Regions from separate parts of the Mus musculus genome. Here all the other regions are linked to region 1. Evidence: chromatin contacts called from public Hi-C, HiChIP or PLAC-seq and promoter capture Hi-C data. All regions are on one chromosome and are shown on one strand. Each heading gives the region's core, a stretch centred on a gene start, on an enhancer-like site or on the middle of the called end of the contact. The rest is flanking DNA. Distances are from core to core; before and after follow the strand shown.

What was found. Promoter capture Hi-C pulls out the DNA fragments that hold promoters and counts their contacts. A called contact is a pair of places that touch in the nucleus more often than the background predicts. HiChIP or PLAC-seq counts read pairs in DNA pulled down with a chosen protein or histone mark.
Region 2: a promoter capture Hi-C map of embryonic stem cells shows a contact between it and region 1, with 3 times the contacts expected there. The contact joins the promoter of Cacng2 here to the promoter of Rac2 in region 1. A contact is called at or near these places in 3 of 39 promoter capture datasets (embryonic stem cells, liver and stem cell-derived epiblast-like cells), 2 of 484 Hi-C or Micro-C datasets (both in embryonic stem cells) and 1 of 115 datasets of contacts at active chromatin or transcription factors (bone marrow-derived macrophages).
Region 3: an H3K4me3 HiChIP or PLAC-seq map of bone marrow-derived macrophages shows a contact between it and region 1, with 7 times the contacts expected there. The contact joins the promoter of Ift27 here to the promoter of Rac2 in region 1. A contact is called at or near these places in 7 of 39 promoter capture datasets (the 3T3-L1 cell line, embryonic stem cells, hippocampal neurons and 2 more), 4 of 484 Hi-C or Micro-C datasets (the N1E-115 cell line, cortical neurons and palatal mesenchyme), 6 of 115 datasets of contacts at active chromatin or transcription factors (the SCID.adh cell line, T-cell acute lymphoblastic leukemia, acute myeloid leukemia and 3 more) and 3 of 9 other capture datasets (embryonic stem cells, liver and pancreatic islet).
Region 4: a contact with region 1 is called in a promoter capture Hi-C map of the HPC-7 cell line, with 2.8 times the contacts expected there. The contact joins the promoter of Sh3bp1 here to the promoter of Rac2 in region 1. A contact is called at or near these places in 2 of 39 promoter capture datasets (the HPC-7 cell line and pre-B cells), 1 of 484 Hi-C or Micro-C datasets (embryonic stem cells), 3 of 115 datasets of contacts at active chromatin or transcription factors (the SCID.adh cell line, effector CD8 T cells and memory CD8 T cells) and 3 of 9 other capture datasets (adipose tissue, liver and pancreatic islet).
Region 5: a Hi-C map of the G1E-ER4 cell line shows a contact between it and region 1, with 2.4 times the contacts expected there. The contact joins the enhancer-like site here to the promoter of Rac2 in region 1. A contact is called at or near these places in 15 of 484 Hi-C or Micro-C datasets (the C3H10T1/2 cell line, the G1E-ER4 cell line, the HL-1 cell line and 9 more), 4 of 115 datasets of contacts at active chromatin or transcription factors (bone marrow-derived macrophages, embryonic stem cells and forebrain) and 3 of 9 other capture datasets (adipose tissue, embryonic stem cells and liver).

Annotation. Positions count from the first base shown.
Region 1 is chr15:78,571,116-78,574,919 of GRCm38.p6, forward strand. It overlaps Rac2 (Rac family small GTPase 2), which reads right to left and starts at 1,668. Exons shown (of 7, transcript NM_009008.3): 1 at 1,496-1,668. The coding sequence starts at 1,530. It overlaps Gm36738 (predicted gene, 36738), which reads right to left. Exons shown (of 2, transcript NR_155437.1): 2 at 3,296-3,557.
Region 2 is chr15:78,117,302-78,121,105 of GRCm38.p6, forward strand. Cacng2 (calcium channel, voltage-dependent, gamma subunit 2) reads right to left here and starts at 1,979. Exons shown (of 4, transcript NM_007583.2): 1 at 1,380-1,979. The coding sequence starts at 1,590. A730060N03Rik (a long non-coding RNA gene) reads left to right here and starts at 1,494. Exons shown (of 2, transcript XR_875456.2): 1 at 1,494-3,119.
Region 3 is chr15:78,172,193-78,175,996 of GRCm38.p6, forward strand. It overlaps Ift27 (intraflagellar transport 27), which reads right to left and starts at 1,889. Exons shown (of 7, transcript NM_025931.3): 1 at 1,577-1,889. The coding sequence starts at 1,610.
Region 4 is chr15:78,897,610-78,901,413 of GRCm38.p6, forward strand. It overlaps Sh3bp1 (SH3-domain binding protein 1), which reads left to right and starts at 2,159. Exons shown (of 18, transcript NM_001316684.1): 1 at 2,159-2,352; 2 at 3,537-3,579; 3 at 3,790-3,804. The coding sequence starts at 2,294.
Region 5 is chr15:78,266,110-78,269,913 of GRCm38.p6, forward strand. No RefSeq gene overlaps it. Among named protein-coding and RNA genes, the nearest start is that of Mir7676-1, 17 kb to the right of the region's middle. Within about 2 kb of position 1,947, at least 64 of the 459 cell types and tissues checked have an H3K27ac peak or open chromatin away from gene starts, as enhancers often do. A contact at or near this core is called in the G1E-ER4 cell line, the HL-1 cell line, adipose tissue and 2 more, where this site is marked.

The DNA.
Region 1 (3,804 bases), core at 418-2,917:
CTCTCTTAAGCTTCAGATCCTGCCTCCATCATTTGCCATCTACACAACTTTGCAAGTCACCTAAGCACCTTGTACCTCAGTTTCCCCATGTAGACAACAAGGACAAGCCCATCTTCCCAGTAAAATAACTGATACTTCTAAGACACTGAACCCGGTGCCATAGAAGTGGCACCAACTAATGACTGTTAGGGACTGCCCATCGCCCCTCTTTGAAGTCAGAGGGGCCTGGGTTCAAATCCTCTGCCTCCAAGGCAGGTTATGTAACTTTTCGGAGTTTTGGTCTTTCCCACCTGTAAAACGAACTCTGTGATGGTAAGTAGGGTTGGTGGAAGACAGATCATACAGAGAGCCACAGCCCGGTGACCACATACAAAAGAGAAATGGGATAAATGGAGATGACCACCATTTAAGCTATCTCCCTGCCAAGCTGGGAGGTCACCCAGGTCATTCAGCAGGAAGCTGAGAGGCCAGAGGGACAGCTCCGGGCCTTCCCCAGTACAATTCCGTTAAGTCACTTCCCACTCGAGGAGGTTGCTCTGCTGTCCCTGCCCCCTAAACCTCTGCCCTCAAGCCCCAGCCTGCCACCCAGGTAACTTTGAATGCATAGAATCATTGACTTCCGGCCCTCCGTGTCCGCCCCCTCCTCCCCCAGATCAGACACAAAGCAGAAGTGAGCAGAGCAGCTGCCACAGATAACGGCTGACACCCTAGCGCGGTGGCGGCTGCAGCAGCGACCAAGTCGGACCTAGTCAGCTGAGGAGGTAGATAGCCTATGCCACCAGCAGAGCCAAAGTGTGTGTGACCTTGGGACCTAAGCCAGGAAAGGTCTCCAGGCCTCAGCCCCTCCCCGTTTCGAACTGAAGATGGCTGTCTAGTACATGTGAGGATGGATCTAGCGGGACCCAAGATAGACTTGAGGACTGCACCCTAATGTGTCGGAATATATGGGAGACACATGAAGAAACTCAGGCCTTGGGTTATGAGAGCCTGTGGTCCCAAGATCTGACAATGACTATCAGACTTTAGCAGGGCTGCAGCCAGCCTGCCCTCTGGAGTCCTTAAGAGCAGAGGCTGGACTGAGAGTCAGAAAGCTTGGAGATTGCCAGAAGTCCCCTAGGCCCAGCAAGACAGCAACTAGAGCCTGGGCCAGCCTGGGAAACAAAGGTCCGAAGGGCAAGCTGCTGATTTCCCTCCTCGTACCTGTACCCTGAACTGATGCTGGCCCGGTAGGAGCCCTGTCCCAGCTCTCAGGGTACAGGCAAATAGCAGCACCCCACCCACAGTCCAGGCCCTCCACCCAAGTAGCTTCCGGAGTGGGGTAGGCTGAAGGACAGGGAGCAGTCCAGACCCACCCCAAATGTTCCTTGTAAGCCCTTACAAGGAAAGGAAGCGACTTTCCCCAGAACCTCCTGGGAGCCCTGAATCTGTGGGTGTACCAGGGAGGATCTCAGAGGCATCCTGGTAGGGGTGGGAGACAACTCAGCCAGGTACTTACCCATCACCCACCACCACACACTTGATGGCCTGCATTGCATCTGAGGCCCAGCAGCCAGGGATGACAGTTGGGGGCCAGGAGCGTTGCTGTGGACACCAGTGGTATGGAGTGGCTAGGAGGTACCCGGCAGTGAGGAGCAGCACCCCAGCTCAAGAGGCGGGAGGAAACGGAAGAGGAACTTACCCAAGCTGCTGCCCCACAGCCTTGAGGGGGTGGAGCATGCGGTCTGGAAGAGGACCTGGGGCCCCACAGGTGCTAGGTTGGGCCCAGGCCACCAAGGGCACTTGACTTAGGCTCCAAAGGGAACCCAGGCACCCTAGAGAATTGAAGATTCACTTCCTAAGCCAGGGCAGGGACAAAGTTGCTCTCGAAGAATCTGCATCCTCCAAGAAGTCAGTTGGCCTGACTCCCATGGGCAAACACTTGAGTGCCTACTGTGTATCAGGCATTGTGTTGGGAGCTGGTGACTCTAAAATGCAGGAAGCCAGGTTGTCCTGGAGTTCCTGCTCTGTAGAGAAGGCAAACCACACCACAGGTGCTGTGAGCAAGGCAGGAGACATGGGCCAAGGGAGAGCTACAGAGTGACCTCAGAGTCACCAGCAGGGAAAACTGGTGGCTATGACGTGTGATGTCAAACAAAGTTGGCCCGGGGGGGGGGGGTGCTGCCTAAGCAAGGGCCAGTGTGTAGAGAGAAGGCAAAGGAGGGGGAGGGAAAGAGAGAAGGGAAGAGGTAGAGGAGAGGGGAGAAAAGGAGGAAGGGGAGGAAGGGGGGAAATTGGGAGGGGAGGAAGTGGAGGAAAAGGGGGAGGAGGAGGAAGGAGAGGAGGGAGGATAGGGAAAAGGGAAGGAGTTGGAAGAGAAGGAAGAAGAGGAGTAGTGAGAGGAGGAGGAGGAGGAGGAGGAGTGAGAGGAGGAGGAGGAGGAGGAGGAGGAGGAGGAGGAGGAGGAGGAGGAGGAGGAGGAGGAGGAGGAAGAGTCAGGGACAGATGCAGTAGAGCAAGCTGGTAGAAGTTTGGCAAGTCCAAACCTTCTCACAGCATGGTGCAATCTAAGCTTTCAGGAAGCTGAGACAAAGGGATTGCTGGGAGCTTGAGTCCAGGATTCAGAGTGAGAGTTCCAAGGCAGCCAGAGCCATCGAGCGATACAGCAAGATCCTAGCTGGGAAACCACTCCAAACCGAAAATCCTACCTACAAACTGTCGTAGGCTTCTTGCCGTTTTGATGATATCAACTACACTCGCCTTGTGTTGGGCATTTGTGTTTATAAGTGTTTGGTTGGGTGTTTGTGTTTGCAGGTGTTTTGTTGGGCATTTGTGTTTTTAGTTGTTTATTGGACTTTTGGGTTTCCTATTACACAAGTTACTATTTGTGTATTTGTCCATTTCTCTACTGGAGTATTTTTTCCCCTCATATTTATTTGGAGAAGTTCGGTGTTTGATTTTTCAAGTGTGAATTGCTATAACCGTTTCATAGTTCATTTCCAGTATGTGGAATTATTTTTTTTGAAGCTGTGATATTTATAAAGGTTTATTTGTATGTGGTCAACTTTAATTTTTCTTCCCTAATGATTGATACTCTTTGAGTGATTCTTTCTTAAGCATTCCTATGCAATTTCACAAAGATATTCTACAAAGTGTGTACAGTTTCTGTCTACAGACAGTGACCTTGATACACAGAGTGGATTTTAGATGACAAAGGGGCTGCTAGTAGGTTTTGTGAGATGTTGATTTGATTTCTCTAGGGCTTTCTTAGTTTCTATTCCTATCACTATGAAAAAAAAATACTCCGACCACAGCGACAGAAGGGAGAAAGGGTTTATTCTGGTTCATGGTTCAAGGTTAGAATCCATCACAGTGGGGAAGTCGTCAGAGTAGCAGGAGCTTGGAGCAGCTGGTTGCCCACAATCAGGAAACAACGATGAGCGCATTGCTGCTCAGATCCTTTCTTCATTTAACACAATGCAGTTTCCCAGCCTACAGGATGGTGCCACCCACAGTGGGCTGATCTTCCCACCTCAAATCGATGTGCTCCAGATGTCTTTCTCCCAGGTGACTCTGTCGTGCTGACAATGGACACAGACCATCATCCCAGAGTGCCATCTATTAAACAAAGTTCTACCTATCTTTTCCCAGTGAATGGGCAGTCAAGAAGCCTCGTGGACCAAGACTGTCACCTGCAAACCAAACCTTGGCCCCTTTCTCTGCTAGTCCTCCCATCCACCCAGGGGCTGACACAAGCCTGCTTCAGTTACCCCAGCTCCAAGCCTAGGAGAAACGTGCCTCTCTTACATTCCTTCAGGATTGTTCTAG
Region 2 (3,804 bases), core at 729-3,228, 450 kb before region 1:
CAAGAACACCGGGAGGGGGCATGTGATGGGAGCTCTTTTCCCAGACCAGTGTTTGGCTTAGTATAGGTTAGACACCCCCCAACCCCCCAGGATCACATCAGTTTTGCCCTCTCCCCCATCTGCTGGCCCCAACTCCCTGCAGCACCATCCCATGTTGAGCTTAACAAACAGTTCTGCAGTGCTCACTTCCCGATGCCACCTCAAAGGGCCTCCAGGCTTGGTTCACATCAGTGGAACACATACAAGCCTCTTTCCATACAGGGGCATATGTGTCTCTCTGTCTGTCTTCCTATAGGTGGCTTTTGCACACAGACAGATATAGCTATGCAAATTCACTCCTTCATATTAAAGTCTGTGGCTAAATGCAGCTTGTATGACCTGCAGAGTTCCCCCCTCTTGTGTTTATTAATGTATCCCAAAAGCACATGCCTTCCTCATGTCCTAGTGTCCTGGCCTTTACATTGTGGGAGCCCCTCAGCCCACAGCACATGCGGCGCACATGCCCCAATGACTCTGCAAGATCAAGACCAACAGCTGACACCCCCACCCCATTTTTTCCCATTCCACCCCTCAACCTCTCCATGCCCTCGCCTCCTGCCTGCACAGTGCTGACTCGACTTGCTTCTGGGTGACAGACATGTCACTCTGCGTGGAAGCAAATCAGCGCTCGGTCTAACCCGCAAGTGACCGCTGTTGATTAGAACTTGGGCTTGTTTCCTGTGAGAGACACATGCATTTTAGACTTCGTAAACGTTAAAAACACACACATACACACAGCCAGCCACCTCGAATGGTACGCGGGGCTCGTAGACATTACGAAATGCTCTTGAACTCGGCTTGAGCTCCTAGAATAATTAGAATCTACCAAATAAGGATTCTTAGAAACAACAGATTTCTTTTTTTAAAGGGAGACTTGCAGATGGTGCTGGGCCTGTAACTTTTGAGGAGCGAGAGAAGAGGAAGAGCATTTTTTTCTGAATCCTTCATTGCAAAAGGCTGAGCAGCACACAGGGAAGCAATTATTTTTCCCTCCTCATAGGTGGCAAAGCCAGACCCAAAGGCAAACCCTAAGGACTCCAAAGCATCCAGAGCACATCTGAACTCTACAGACAATTTCCTGTTTTCACCATACCATAGATCATTCCAATGAGGAGGTTTGGGAGGACGGGGTGGAAGCCAAAGAGTAGAGAGTGTGGGTTCTGCTTATTGATTTTCTTTCCTCTGAAACTAACCCAGTCAACCTTGATCTGCAGCGGCAGCGGCGGAGGGAGTGAAGTGGGAAAATGGTGGAATGTGGAGGGGACTTATTTGGAGGCGGGGGGGGGGGTGTGGAGGGGAGGGGCGGCGTGGGAAGGGGGAGGAGGTTGGAAATCAAATACCTTCGAGGCAGCAGGTTCTCCATAATCCGGAATGGGTCATAACTTCCTCGTTCTTCTTGCTGGTTTCATTCTCACTGACACTTTTGGTCTTGCAAACCCCTCTGGAGTACAGCCAATAGTCGGTTCCCACAGCGATGGTCATCAAGCTGAAGGCAGCGAAAGCACCAACGGTGGTTAAAAGCATTTGAACACCTCGATCAAACAGCCCCATAATTCTTCATTATATAAACACCCAACCGACTTCTGGTTCTCAGGAGCGTGTGTGTGAGGGTGCGATTGGTAATTCCACTACTAATATAATGGATATATGTGTGAATAGAGAATATGGAGAGATATAAAAAAAGGGAGATAAGAAAGCTCACGGAAAAGTGTGTAAATTATAAAGATCACACGGGAAGAGAGGCTTGCCTTTTGAGATCAAAAAACTGTTCCAGTTGCAGCGATTTTTTTAAAAAAAGGGAAAATAAATAAAAAGACACCCCCCCACCCCCCCAAGTGAGATGCCTTAATCTCTTTTCCTAAAATTCTGGTCTCCAGTTTCCATATGTGATCGCTAATTTGGAGATGGCTTCCACAGCGCGCCAGGGTACAGCCGAATTCTCAACACCATCTCTCATGGTCCGGACCTAGACAGTTAGAGACTGGAAGAGCTGGGAAGCAACCTTCGGTCTTCGTTCGCGGCTCTGCGGCCTGCGCCATGAAAATCCGTGGCTTCGCCAGTTCTCTTCCTTGGGGAGGGAGGGGGTCCTCGAGGCGCCTCCGTTTCAGAGGAGACTGCCCAGTCTTCTGCAAGCCCTCGAGCTCAGCTGCACCGGTGAGGGGGTCTCGCCTCCCATGGTTGTGCCCCGGCGGCGGTAACGGCGGCGGCGGCGGCAGCGGCAGCGGCAGCAGGGTTGGCGGGCGCGGTGGCGGCAGGACGAGCAGCCGCGGTTATTGTTGTTGGCGGCGGGGGTAGTGTCGGCGAAGTGGGGGAGGGAGGGGGTTTCTCCCGGAGAATCGAGGCGGGGTTCCCTCCCCCGATCCGCAAAGCTCCTCGGAAGCCAGCGAGCGAGCGAGCGATGGGGCGCGCTAGCCGGCGTCTTGCAGCAGGCAGGCCCGCCCGCCTCCCCCGCTCACGGCCGCGCAGCCCCGGGCCAGGCGCTCCCAGCTACAGCATCGCCGTGGTGCTGAAACGGACAGCTCACCCCGGCCGGGCTCGTCCACTTACTGCATCGCCGTAGTGCTGAAGTGGACAGCTCCCCACGACCGGGCGCTCTCACCTACAGCATCGCCGCGGTGCTGGACTGGACAGCTCTCGGAGCAGGAGCGCCCACCTACTGCGTCGCCGTGGTGCTGAACTGGACAACTCCCCCACTCTGTGCGCTCCCTGCGCTCTGTAGCCGGCCAGGAGTGGGGCCCTGGCCACGGGGCCTCTGTCGTCCGCGGACGGGCCAGGCCAGGGCCAAGCGCAGGGCTGCCTGGCCTCCCGGACTCCTGTTCCACAGTTCCGGAATGAGCGCTGGCCGGGGCCTCCTGGAGCTGGGAGGAAGGCGTAGCTGGCGATCTCTCTCTCTCTCTCTCTCTCTCTCTCTCTCTCTCTCTCTCTCTCTCCTCTTCCCTCCCCCCTTGGTGTTTCTTCCAGTTCAGCCTCCTTCTCATTCCATCTCTACGTGCCCAGAGCTTCAAATACAGTCCTCCCATCACAGTCAGATTCCCACAAAACTTCAATCAGCTGCTTCTCCTGGAAGAGATCCTGGATGGGTAATTACAAACATAGTTTCTATGTGTTGTTCTTCCTCCCCTATTCATGGGTTCCACACTTTCTGGGGAGGGGAGGTTGTTTTATTTTACTGTCTGGATAGACGCATCTCCTGCCTTATTTCCTCTTGATCTTTCTTTCTGGCTAACAGGGGTTGTGTATAGCTTTCTCTGTGACTCTCTGTAGTTTTTCTGTGAAATTCTACATCTTGCTTCTACAAGTAGACATTTTGGGAAGATGATTCTTGTGAAAGGATGAGAAAAGGGTGGCTGGTAACTGGGGTTCGGGACATGATACTCATCTCAAAGGTAAAAATGTTTTCAGGAAAAGTGAGTTGTGGATCTTTCCAAGTTTCCCTTGTCATTCATAAATGAGATTGATTTTTTTTTTAAACCTCTCTACTATGAGCAGGGAAAGGCAGGAGCCCTCTCTTGCTCAGCAGAACGGCGAGCCTGGGTTGTTTCCTGTGTCACCTCTCCAGACTGTGTGTGCAACTTTCCCTTAATGTGACCCTGGAAATCGAAGCACGTAGATGATGCTCACTGCTGTGGATGCCATGTTATCTCAGATCAGTTTTGTGACTAAGTAAAAGGAGACCATAGGAGACTCTAGGTTACATTTTTTTCCTTTGGGGGAGGGGCTAGAGAAAGCTGTGAATCCATTGGGTCAGTTGAAGGGTGTAGAGTG
Region 3 (3,804 bases), core at 639-3,138, 400 kb before region 1:
GGCTGGTAGCTTTGAGCATTTGGCCAGAAGACTGTGAGGGAGTGACAAGGGCCAGCATACAGCAAGTCTAAGCAGAGGGGCTCACCACAGGAGCTCCTCGAGAGCTAACCAGCTAAGGAAGAGAACAGCAGGCAGGACCGCCCACTTAAAACGAAATTTAACTTTAAAAAAAAATAATAAATGTCCCCAACTTACCCATGCAGAAGCTGAACACTGTCCAAAGCAACAGAGCTGGGCAAGGACTGGCTGCTTTTGTTACACCACACTGCCTCCCCTGGCACCCTGAGAACTACAGATTCTCTGCAGAGCCTGGCTTCCTTCTGCTGCACTAGGGTCTGAGTGACAACCTGTCACTCATGTCTATGCATGACGCTTTCATTTTCAAATTAGAAAAGTCATCACGGGTACCGTTCCCCTCCATTCCCTGCCCCCCCTTCTTACTCGGTAGAATAAAGATCAAAAGACACCCCTGCTAATCTTTGGATTACAAAGAAGAATCACGGAAGAGACAAGCCTCTGGACATGCCTGTAAGAAGTGTTCTAGTTTAGATTAAGGCGGGAAGGCCCGCCCCCAAAGGTGAGTGGCACCACTCTACAGGCTGGAGCCCCTGACTGAATAAAAGGGAGAAAGAGAGCTGAGAGCCAAGGCTCATGCTCCATTTCCTGACTGTTGACTTAACGTGGCCAGCCTGCCTCCCAGTCTTGCCACCATGCCTTCCTCACCATGATGGGCAGTCCTCTGGACCCGTGAGCACAATAAACTCCCAACTTCCGGTCCAGTAAGTTGTCACAATAAGAAGTAGCCAACACTCCTGACCCACAGGCAGAAGTCAGGCGAATCTGGGAATGGGGTGTACGACTTCCACTGGGGGTTCACCCATGGCAACACCACTCAGGGCTTCGGTCACATCAGGTCACATCACAGAAGCTACCTGGGGGCGCTGTGGCAAAAGGGTTAAATGAAATACCCCCACATGACACTGGCTGCAGTGTCGCCTCGGTAGACACATGTGCTCAGCTGTCAACCAGACTACAAGCTAAGCATATAGGCTTCCGAATGTTCAGACTGGCTCAAGGCAAGCCCACGAGTGTGAGCACCACCAGATCACTCTGTATATATCTATATAATACTCATCCACACTCTGGGCACTGTGCAGGCTATTTCCCTGACAGTCAACAATAATAAACATCTTACTTCCGGGGAATCTCTAAGTTAATGCTCTCAGATGCGCCACCCCATCTTCCTGACATCAGAGTGAGTGGGACCAGCAACGCTGACCCCTGACAAGTCCATGCTTGTACTTCGCTCAAGTTTGTTAAGTCTATCTGGTGAAGGTAGTCTCAAAATATGGGAGGGAGACCGGGACACAGCTGCATCTACAAATGTGCCCTAGGGGTGGGGGGAGTGTCCTGTGGAGCCCATTCCCCCGCCCCGCGCGCCTTCTAGAATCTGCTGTTGGTCACTACAGCCATTCCTAAGGGAGACAGAGAGTGGACGCGATGGTGAACCAAAACCGCCCGAGTTAGGACGGCTAGGGCTCTGGGGACCACGCGTTCAAACACATATAGCACTCACCTGCCAGGATGCATTTGGCAGCTAGCTTCACCATAGTAACCAGGTACTAGCGGAGACGTGGGGGTGGGGGACGCTGAAAGGGGGTTAGGATTCGGGGACAGCTGACACCAGGGCCTGAGGCCGTGATGGAGGGATGGATGATGGCCCGGGTGCTAGGGTTGGGTGGACGGAGGGCTTCAGGCCCCAGGCAGCCTGCAAAGGTTCCGGTGGGGCGGAGCAGAACCCGTTCCAAGTCCAGCCTTAGACCCGGCCCAAAGAAGAGTTGAGACACAACCACTAGTCCTCTGGTCCCAAGAGTCGCGCCAAACAGGCTCCTGGCAACCATCATCAACCCGCCTTCTCCCTCCATATTGTCTCCTGATTGGTTGCTCTCAAAAGCTCGGAGACCCCAGGCACCCAATAGAAGAAGGAGGCGGGGAAAACCGGTTCCCTTCGCGGAACAAAGCGGAGAGGTTTCTGCTCTTTAACTGCTCTCAGCTTGGCCAATGGCTTTAGATGCTGTCAATCACCGCTGGGCACCGCCTAGCGTCTCTGGAGACGCAGCCCAACCAGGATGCAGCCGGAGGCGGGAATTAATGGGGCTTTCTGATTGGCCAGAGCATGGCTTTAACCATCGCGAAGAGTTTGGGATTCGCTGCACCTTGCCCCTTCTTCCTGGGAATGGATTCGCCCACACTGAGAGGGGTGACGCCGCTGAAATGGCGCCTGCGCAGTAAAGGAAGCTGCTGTCGCGGGTCCTGGATGTTATTGGTATCTTTCCCCGACCCCGGGTGCAAAGAACATTTGGAGACCTAACCTTTGCTTCACGTCCAGAATCGAAATGCCATCTTTAAAGCCCAAGCATGTTATGAACCCTAAAAACTGAAATAGCGGGGAGGGAAAAATGTGCAACGTTGAGCAGTGAGGAAGACAGGAAGGCCCTGCATGCTTGCACAGCAAACAACTGCGGACAGCACCCGTGCTGTGCACCTTCCGGAAGGGGGAAAGAGCGAGGTCCTGATGGAAACTCACACAGTATATCCATATGTAACTATATATCACTTTATGTTATGTATCAGTTAAATTAAACTAAAATCTAAAATAGGCCTAATTTGACGTGATATCTTAATGGATGGGAGGACACGCCTCTCTCAGTCGGATTCCTCTGTTATGGGTGAATGGATGCTATCCTGGTGTTGCCCCTCATGAGGGGAGGGTGGGTAAATGCCACCTGACTTTCCTGGGAGCCCCTCTTGCTTTGCCACTAAGTGGGATATGGCTCTGCAAGGCATGTAACCTCTGGAACTCTGAAGATAGAAACCAACTCATGGGTACAGGAAGTAGGCGAGTGTCCATGCATCGGGGCGTTGTTACTGTAGCAAAACACCGGAGAGAAACTATTTAAAGGAGGAAAGGTTTAGTTTGGCCATTTGGTTGACCATCATAACAACAACAGCATATAAGCATATAGCCACCTCATGTTGGGAAAGGAAGAAATAGTTCCCAGGATATGCCCCCAAAGTCACATTCTCTTTCAACTAGGTTCCATTTCCCAGGCACCTCCCCATAGCCCATCACATTAGGTACCTGTGATGGTTTGTATATGCTCTGCCCAGGGAGGGGCACTATTAGAAGGTGTGGCCCTGTTGGAGTAGGAGTGTCACTGTGGGTGTGGGCTTTAAGACTCTCATCCTAGCTGCCTGGAAGTCAGTCTACCGCTAGCAGCCTTCAGATGAAGATGTAGAACTCTCAGCTCCTCCTGCACCATGGCTGCCTGGATGCTGCCCTGCTTCCACCTTGATGATAATGGACTAAACCTGGGAACCTGTAATCTAGCCCCAATTAAATATTGTCCTTATAATACTTGCCTTGGTCATGGTGTCTGTTCACAGCAGTAAAATCCCTAACTAAGACAGTACCCATCAATGGATCTGTAGTCCACTGATGAATGAAGTCAGAGATTCATCACTTCCCCTAAAAGCCTTAGTTCTGATCACCCCCTGCTCTGGGAGCCAGGCTCTCCACACACACGTCTTTGGAGTGTGGTGGGGTGTGTGTCCACCATGCTGGCTCAGCACTGCTGCTGTAGGTTGGCCAGGGGAAGTTCTCCACCCCACTGCTGCTTTCTCAACGTTTACTGGGTCCCAGGATTCTGATCTCGAACATTTAGAGAGGCACCGTCTCTCTGCAAAGATGCCTGTATCAGGAGGAACTGGTAGAGCTAGTGCTGCCTCGGAGTTACCCAGGAT
Region 4 (3,804 bases), core at 909-3,408, 330 kb after region 1:
CCACCTTCAATGATTCAACACCAAGGTCACCCAGCCTGGAAGTATAGCAGCTTTATCTGGTCAGATCCAGAAGGCCCCAGGTCTGGCTGCAGGAACAGCAAGAGCCAAGACAGGAGGAAGGGGCGGGGCAAGAGCTTGGATGGGTTGATAATACACTCTAGTCATTTCTTAACAAAAAAACAAAAAAGAAACCTGCTATTTCAGCCAAGGGAGCTGTCCCCTCCCCAGGCTAGTTAGGGCTAGGCCGGGACAAGCCAAGAAGGCGTAGGGTATAAGCCAGGACTGCCTTGAAGTACCTTTCAGACCAACCCTGGACATGAAGGCAGAAGCACCGTAGAGATCAGAGACTTCCCTGGAGGCATGAAGGTGCTAGCCTGGAGCGGGAATCGTCCTAAGGCTCATCCGGTAGAATGTACCCACTGCCAAATCAGGGAAAACTGAAACGCAAAAATGTTCTGGGTAGGACCGGGAGGATGGAGAAAAAAAGGGCCAGGACTAGAAGCAAGATGTTGTCTTACCCATTAGGAGGCCAGGTCTATACCACTCTAGTATCTCCCCAAGGCTGACACCTCTCTAGAATCTTTTTTTTTTTTTAAAGATTTTTATTTATTTACTAAGTATACAGTGTTCTGCCTGTATGCATGCCTGCAGGCCAGAAGGGAACACCAGATCCCATTACAGATGGTTGGGAGCCACCATGTGGTTGCTGGGAGTTGAACTCAGGACCACTGAAGAGCAGTCAGTGCTCTTAACTGCTGCGCCATCTCTCCAGCCCCCTCTTTAGAATCTTTTGCCATCTCTTCTCCAAACACTGGGCAGCAGCCTTCCTTCCCATCGGAAAAAGAAAGACAAGGAAGCTGCTCTGCCTTCTCAACTCCCCATCAGAGAGCCAGGATTCCACTGATGAGAGGCTGTGGCTGTTCCTGGCCAGTATGTTCTGGCTGCAGCAGCTGCTGGGACCCCTCTGGGCTCCTCCCACACTCGATAGGACTTCTTAAATGGGGAAAGCGGCTGAGTGAACACCATGTGCCAGACCTGTGCTGGGTACACAGAGATGTCTGGAGCAAAGGGAAGTCTTTGAGGAGCACACCAACTCTCTACCCCCACACAGTAGGTGCTCAAGTGGTATGGCTCTGAACTGAAACTAAGAGAGCAAAGCTTGGTGTGGTGCACAGGGCTTCCTGTAGTCACCCTTCCCCCTCCCAAGCCTGAAGGGTGCATACTGAAGTCAGCTTGCAGTTGCCCACCGGCTCTCTTGCTCTGTAGCTATGAACACCTATTGTATGCTCAGGCTGGTGTTCAGCGGAACATTTCAAAGAGAAAATCGGGTTTGGGGGTTCAGAGCAGCACCCATACATATCAAGGCCTGACAAGAAGGAAGGGCAGGCGCCTGGGACATTTGCTAAAAGAAATGAGAAAGAGTTTTACAAATAGGGGAAGCGGTCAAAGCTTGGGACTCTTTAAAGTGTAGAGTGACAGGACCTCAAGGGCTGACGAGCAGACCAAGCAGACCAGGGTATCTTGTTTACCCTGTGGCATAGACTGGACAAGGACAGTTGTCCTACCAAGCTACTATACACAATGAATGCAGAATTTTGGGGACTGATCCAAGGACATTAGTATCTGGTAGTCCCAGGTACCCCAAGTTCTGAGCCAGTGGTCCAGCAGGCAAGGGGGATGGTCAGGGAATAGTATGGTGGAGAAGAAGTCCCCAGGCAGCATCCCCTAGTGACTGGCCTGCACAGGTCCTGAAGGCCTGTCCCTTCTAGGCAGCCTTCCTTTCCCTCTAAGAGAGCAAAGGTTGTTTATACCCAGGGCGGTGATGGCAGGAGCAGCTTACCTGCTTCCCGCCACCCGCCGCGGTGACAGGACAGGCTGCGGGAAGGAAGAGCCCGCACTCAACTGCGGACCTCAGAGAGACAGACCGACGGACACTCGGCAGGCGGGTCGGACAACCCGGGGGTCGTTGAGGCCCGGAAGCAGAGAGAGAGAGAGAGAGAGAGAGAGAGAGAGAGAGAGAGAGAGAGAGAGAGAGAGAGAGAGACTCCAAACTTGAGAGAGAGAGAGACTCCAAACTTGGAGAAAGGAGTGACCTGGGGGCCGGGGGCGGAGTCGTGAGCGGGGGAGGAGAGCGCCCGCGCCAGCGCCAGCACCAGCCAGAGGAGCGCGCCGGCCCAGGAAGCCAGAGCGCCGCCCACCCATCCGGGGCGAAGCGCGCGGGGAAGCAGGCTGGGCCGGGGGCTGCCAGCCTCAACCCCCAAGGTGACTCCTCGGCCCCCTGCCCGGACCCAAGATGATGAAGAGGCAGTTGCACCGCATGCGGCAGCTGGCCCACACGGGCAGCTCGGGACGGTGAGTGTCACCCGCTTCTAGCCGTGCTATCGTTTCGCAGGACCTGAGCGAGCGCAGGAGAGTGGGGAACTGGTCACAGAGGTCGAAGATATCTAGGCAGCGGCCCTCTGGCATGCCAGAGCCCTGACCTCGTTTCCTGGGGTCTGAAGTCACTGTGGTCGCACAAGCATAGCTGGCTTTTGCGGGCGGTGGAGGGGGAGCGGGGGAAGGCACCTCCATTCCCGGTTGGAGAGGCTGCTGCAGAGAGCAGAATGCGTCCTGAGCCAAGACGCTGCCTGGAACCTCATTTGTCCCCTCCGGACAATGGGAACAGTTAGCCACCTCTAACTGGAGGGAAGGGGAGGAACGGAGCCGATCGGGGGCCCCAGACCCTGGGGGAAGGGACTGGCAGTGTTCTGGCCTGGGGAGGAGGGGCCTGCTCTGCTCTGGGTGTCCGTCCCCTCCCCCAACCCAGGGGCCTCCTGCCATTTGGTCCTGCTTCTGCTTTTCGTAGGCTCAGGTAGAGACACCCCTTGGTCTCCTCGGTTCCCAGCCCCAAAACTATGGGAGCGGAAGTTTGGGGAGTTTCTCGGAGCCTTTCTTTCTGTCCCTCTTCCCCAGCCTGGGAGTTCCCCATTCTTTGGGCCCAGAGAGGTGACCGTGTATCCAGAAACTTGATCCAGACCTTGCAGTGACACAAACACTTATATGTACCTACGAAGCCAAGCCACTCTGCCCTGAACCCATGTCCCTATGTATCCTTGGGCAGAGTCCCCAGACCTGCCCACAGCTGCAGTCCAATGTCGTATGCCTGTGGGCCTGGCCACCCCGGAGACCAGCTTCCACACTTCCCGTTCTGGGGGCCAGCTTAGGCCTCCTCTTTCCGGGCCAGGCAAACTATTTAGGGGGATGGGGAGATGAGAAACTTTTCCTCTGTCCCGAAGTTGGGCCCTGGGTAGCTCCCTCCTGCTTTTTTCGGTGTCATGGGTCCACCCTCTCCCAGGACACAGCCCTGGGTGGAGGAGGAAGCAGGCATGCATCCTCTTAACTACCATGGAATGTGCTCCAGCTACGATGTGGACGGGCCACCCAGGCTTGGTGGGTCCTGGAAGCATCTTGGGTTCAGGTTCCATGTGCAGGGGTTAGAGGGAGGCAGTGGGTTCCCTAACCCAGACTGACTCATCCAAAGCCCCCTTCCCCCACAGCACCCCGGAGACTGCCGAGTTTTTGGGTGAGGACCTGCTGCAGGTACGTGCCTGGGCCTGGGCGGGCTGGGCTGGGAGGCAGGCCCATGCAGGCTGTCAGTATAGAGGCTGGCAGGCGGGGACAGCAGTCAAGGGCCTGGTTGTGTCATTCCCTGCTGGCCAGGGAAGGCCCAGGAGGGAAGAGAAAAGTGATTCTTGTTCTAGGGGAGACACAGTATACAGTCCTCACACGCCCCGCCCCTGTACCTCCCAGGTAGAGCAACGGCTG
Region 5 (3,804 bases), core at 697-3,196, 300 kb before region 1:
GTGAGAACAAGAATTGTGCTGTGCTTTTATTTTATTTTTCCTTTTCTTGGATATTTTCTCTATTTACATTTCAAATGTTATCCCCTTTCCAGGTCTCCCCTTTGGAAACCCCCTATCCTATCCCCACACACCCTGCCTCTATGAGGGTGCTCCCTCACCCACCCACCCACCCACCCACTCCCACCTTCCCACCCTGGCATTCCCCTACACTGGGGCATCGAACCCCCACAGGACCAAGGGCTACTCCTCCCACTGATGTTCAACAAGGCCATCCTCTGCTACATACGTGGCTGGAGCCATAAAATACTTGAAGGGAGAAACCTAACGGCTTGGTGCTAGATTTGAATGGGCTAAGAATAAGCATTCAGAGAGATGGAGCAAAAAAAGACAGGGCCTTTATTCACACAGCAGCCATGGCTACCAGCACAAGATGAAGCCAGTTAAGATCCCAGCAGAGATGGGGTGGGTGACTTCACGACCGGCCCCTTACTCAGGAGCTGTGACGGAGAGAGGGAAAGCCTTCTCTGTGTTAGCGGTTGCTGGTATGTTCCTCTTGTTCTGGTGGATGGCCACCGTGCACAAATGGGCAGCACTAACTGAACAAACTTAGTGTTCTGTCAAACTTCTTTTTACAAAGCAAATCTTATGTGATATTGTGCTCAACTCTAAAGAGTTGCATTTGGCAGCCACAGTGGCTTCTGCTATTCGCCCCTGTGTTAATGGGCTTCCTTGCAGCTTTAGGTCTATTTAAGGTAAAATGTCCAGATTGGAAGTGAGAGAGTGTTGGCTGATGATGGAGATACTGATGAGGTACTGATAGACTCACTAAGCTAGCCAGTGACAACTGTGTCACTACCCCTGGTGTCCAAGAACTAGCATTCCAATCATGTAACGTCCAGGAGCAACCAAGAAAAGATAACATCTGCTATCTTTAAATAGAGGATCCAATTTTATAATCTGTTATTATTCAATTAAATCTCTCCCCCTCTCCCTCCTTCCCTCTTTCCCTTCTCTGCCGCACTGTGTGTGTCTGTGTGTGTGTGTGTGTGTCTGTCTGTCTGTCTGTCTCTCTCTCTCTCTCTCTCTCTCTCTCTGTGTGTGTGTGTGTGTGTGTGTGTGTGTGTGTGTGTGACTGATTCTTCATCTATCTTCCCCTTTTGGTTTGAGATAGGCTCTCTCCCTGGCCTAGAACTCCATCAAGTAGGGCCAGGCTAGCAGCCAGCAAACTCCCAGGGCTCCATCAGTCCCCCTTACCCCCACCCCTACCCCTACTCCCATTTCACCATGACTTGAGACTTCAAGCATGATCCACCATGCTTGGCTTCTGTGGATGTTTAGGACGTTAAACTTAGGTCATTGTGCTTCAGCAGCCAGTCTTTACCGACTGAGCTCCAGCGTCGTGTTCTAACTCGGTAAGGATCTCCTCAAACCAGGGGCACACACTCAGTGGTGGCATTCTGGGCTGGGAAAAGCAATTGTAGAGTGTTATCTTGCCTGCTGCACCAGTCCCTTCCTGGACTTATGTGAAAAGCACGGCTCCATTTTTATTTCTCCCTAGGGTGCGTGGGCTGTGTAACCTCTGTACAGGGAATTTCAGAGGAAGGGTGAATGATTTTTTTCCAACATATAAACATGGTACAATCACAAAGCCCAAGATTCCACAATTCCCTCAGGGTCATTCGCACAATGGCAGGGTTTGGGGGCGGGGGGGGGGAGCAGGGTCGCTAATAAACCAGAATTGACTGCTTGACCCAGATTAAACTTGTAAAGATGTTTGTAGACAAACGTGCCCACTGAGGTATGGACAATGTCTTGTGACTAACAAGAAGATGACATCAAACTTCATCCTTACAGAGAACAGTGATAAGTCCAAGAGTGTGGGCGAGCCTGCAAGCCAGCAGAGCTGATGCAGAAAGTCAGGTTGACTGTGACTCATCTGTGGGTCCTTCTCTGCGTGATGGGGAAGTGGCTGGTTGGGACAGATAAGAGCAGAGCAGGGGGGTGAAATGATAGGGACACAGGCGTGATAATGCCACATGTTTATATTTGTTAGTTACTGACCTTGAACCAAAGGATGACCAGGGGATCATGGGAAATACTCTTATTTTAAAATGGCCTCTTTGAATTTGTTATCCTGTGGTGTCTAATAAGGGGCATTGTTGTCCCATCATTAGGTGATGCCATTTAAACTCTTTATAAATGCATACATGTACATATAGATATACATATACAAATGCATATGTATTAGAAAGTTTCCATAGTAGGTTTCCATTTTTTTCAAGACATCTTTAGTGTTATTCATCCCTCTCTATGTTCCCTCTACCCTGCCCTACCATCGTCCTCCAGTAAAGTTCACCTCCTGCCCCACTATTCCTATTTAAGCTTTTGTTTCATCCTGCCTCCCTCTTGAAATCCCCCCTTACTGATTTCCTGACCTCCATGCCTATTCCCAATGGAACACACATATCTGAAGATGCCAGGCTCACACCCTCAAGTGAGAGAAACATAAATGTCAGCTGTCTTCCTGTGTTACCTCACTCAGAATGATGGTTTTCAGCTCTTACATTTACCTTGAATTTTGTATTTCCTAACATTGAGTAATAGCCCAGGGCATAAATGTATAACATTTTTTATTATCTATTCTTCAGTTGACACATATATCAAGGGATGGGTATACTTCTTTGGCATCATTGCAAACGAGGTTTCATAGACTCCCCACCCCCTGCCCCCTGCCCCCCGCCCCCTGCCCCTCAACACTAGATGCCATTGTCAGTGCTTTAAGTACTCCAGAACTTGACAGATAGGTCCAACTGCAGAAGGCACCACATGCTTGGGTCCTAGAACATGGGGAAATTAGCTTGCACTCATCCTGACTGGCTAGCATTCATAACACTGGAGAGTGCTATGTACTCTTGATGGAGAAAAGAAATCACCAGACCCACCTGTCTGTGAACCCTGTGTGTTTACACAATGGTTGCCTGGAAGGACACACCCACATACCCACTAGTGCAACAGTGGCCTGAACATAATGGGACTGGCTGACCACTTTCTGAGTGGCTTTGAGGCCACGCCATAAGCTAAAACTCATAATGGGATCTCCTCCTGGGACCAGGATCCTGTGGCTAGACGTACCGTAGGCCCTAGGGGAGACTCCACTACTGTTACTCTGCTAAATGGACTCCTGTACTCTTCCATAGACCCATAAATTGGCGCATGATCAATCTTTACCAGAGAGGCTTCTTTTTGCAGTAGATGGTGACTAACATGGAGAGCCACAACTTAGAGAGATGTGGACAGAGGCCACAGAATGATCAGTCCTAAATAACACACACACACACACACACACACACACACACACACACACACACACGCAGAGGGATTATCACAGAAGACGGGATGTGTATAAGAAAAGGGTTTTGCAGGAACCACAGGGAAGCTGTACATATGAATTCATAGCATTTGAGATGGTATACAACAACTCTGCAGGCTCAGGCCACACACAATCCCAGCATGAAGAGTGGGGGCAGGCATGAAGTCCTACCCCTAGCTGAGAAACTATTGGCAATTGGTGGCCCCTAGGAGAAGGAGGGACAGCTTTCTTTATGAATGTGACCCCTGAGGGGTAGTCTACCCTTCAGTGACAGCCGCACATCGGAGAGCATATGGGCCAAACAAATTGTGTTTGAATTTTGTTTTTATTTGAAGAGGACACAAAGTTGGCTTGGTAGAAAAGGTAGGTAGGTCTGGGAGCAGAGAGACAGAGGGTAAATGTTTAAACGCACTGTGAGATACTCTCAAAGAGCT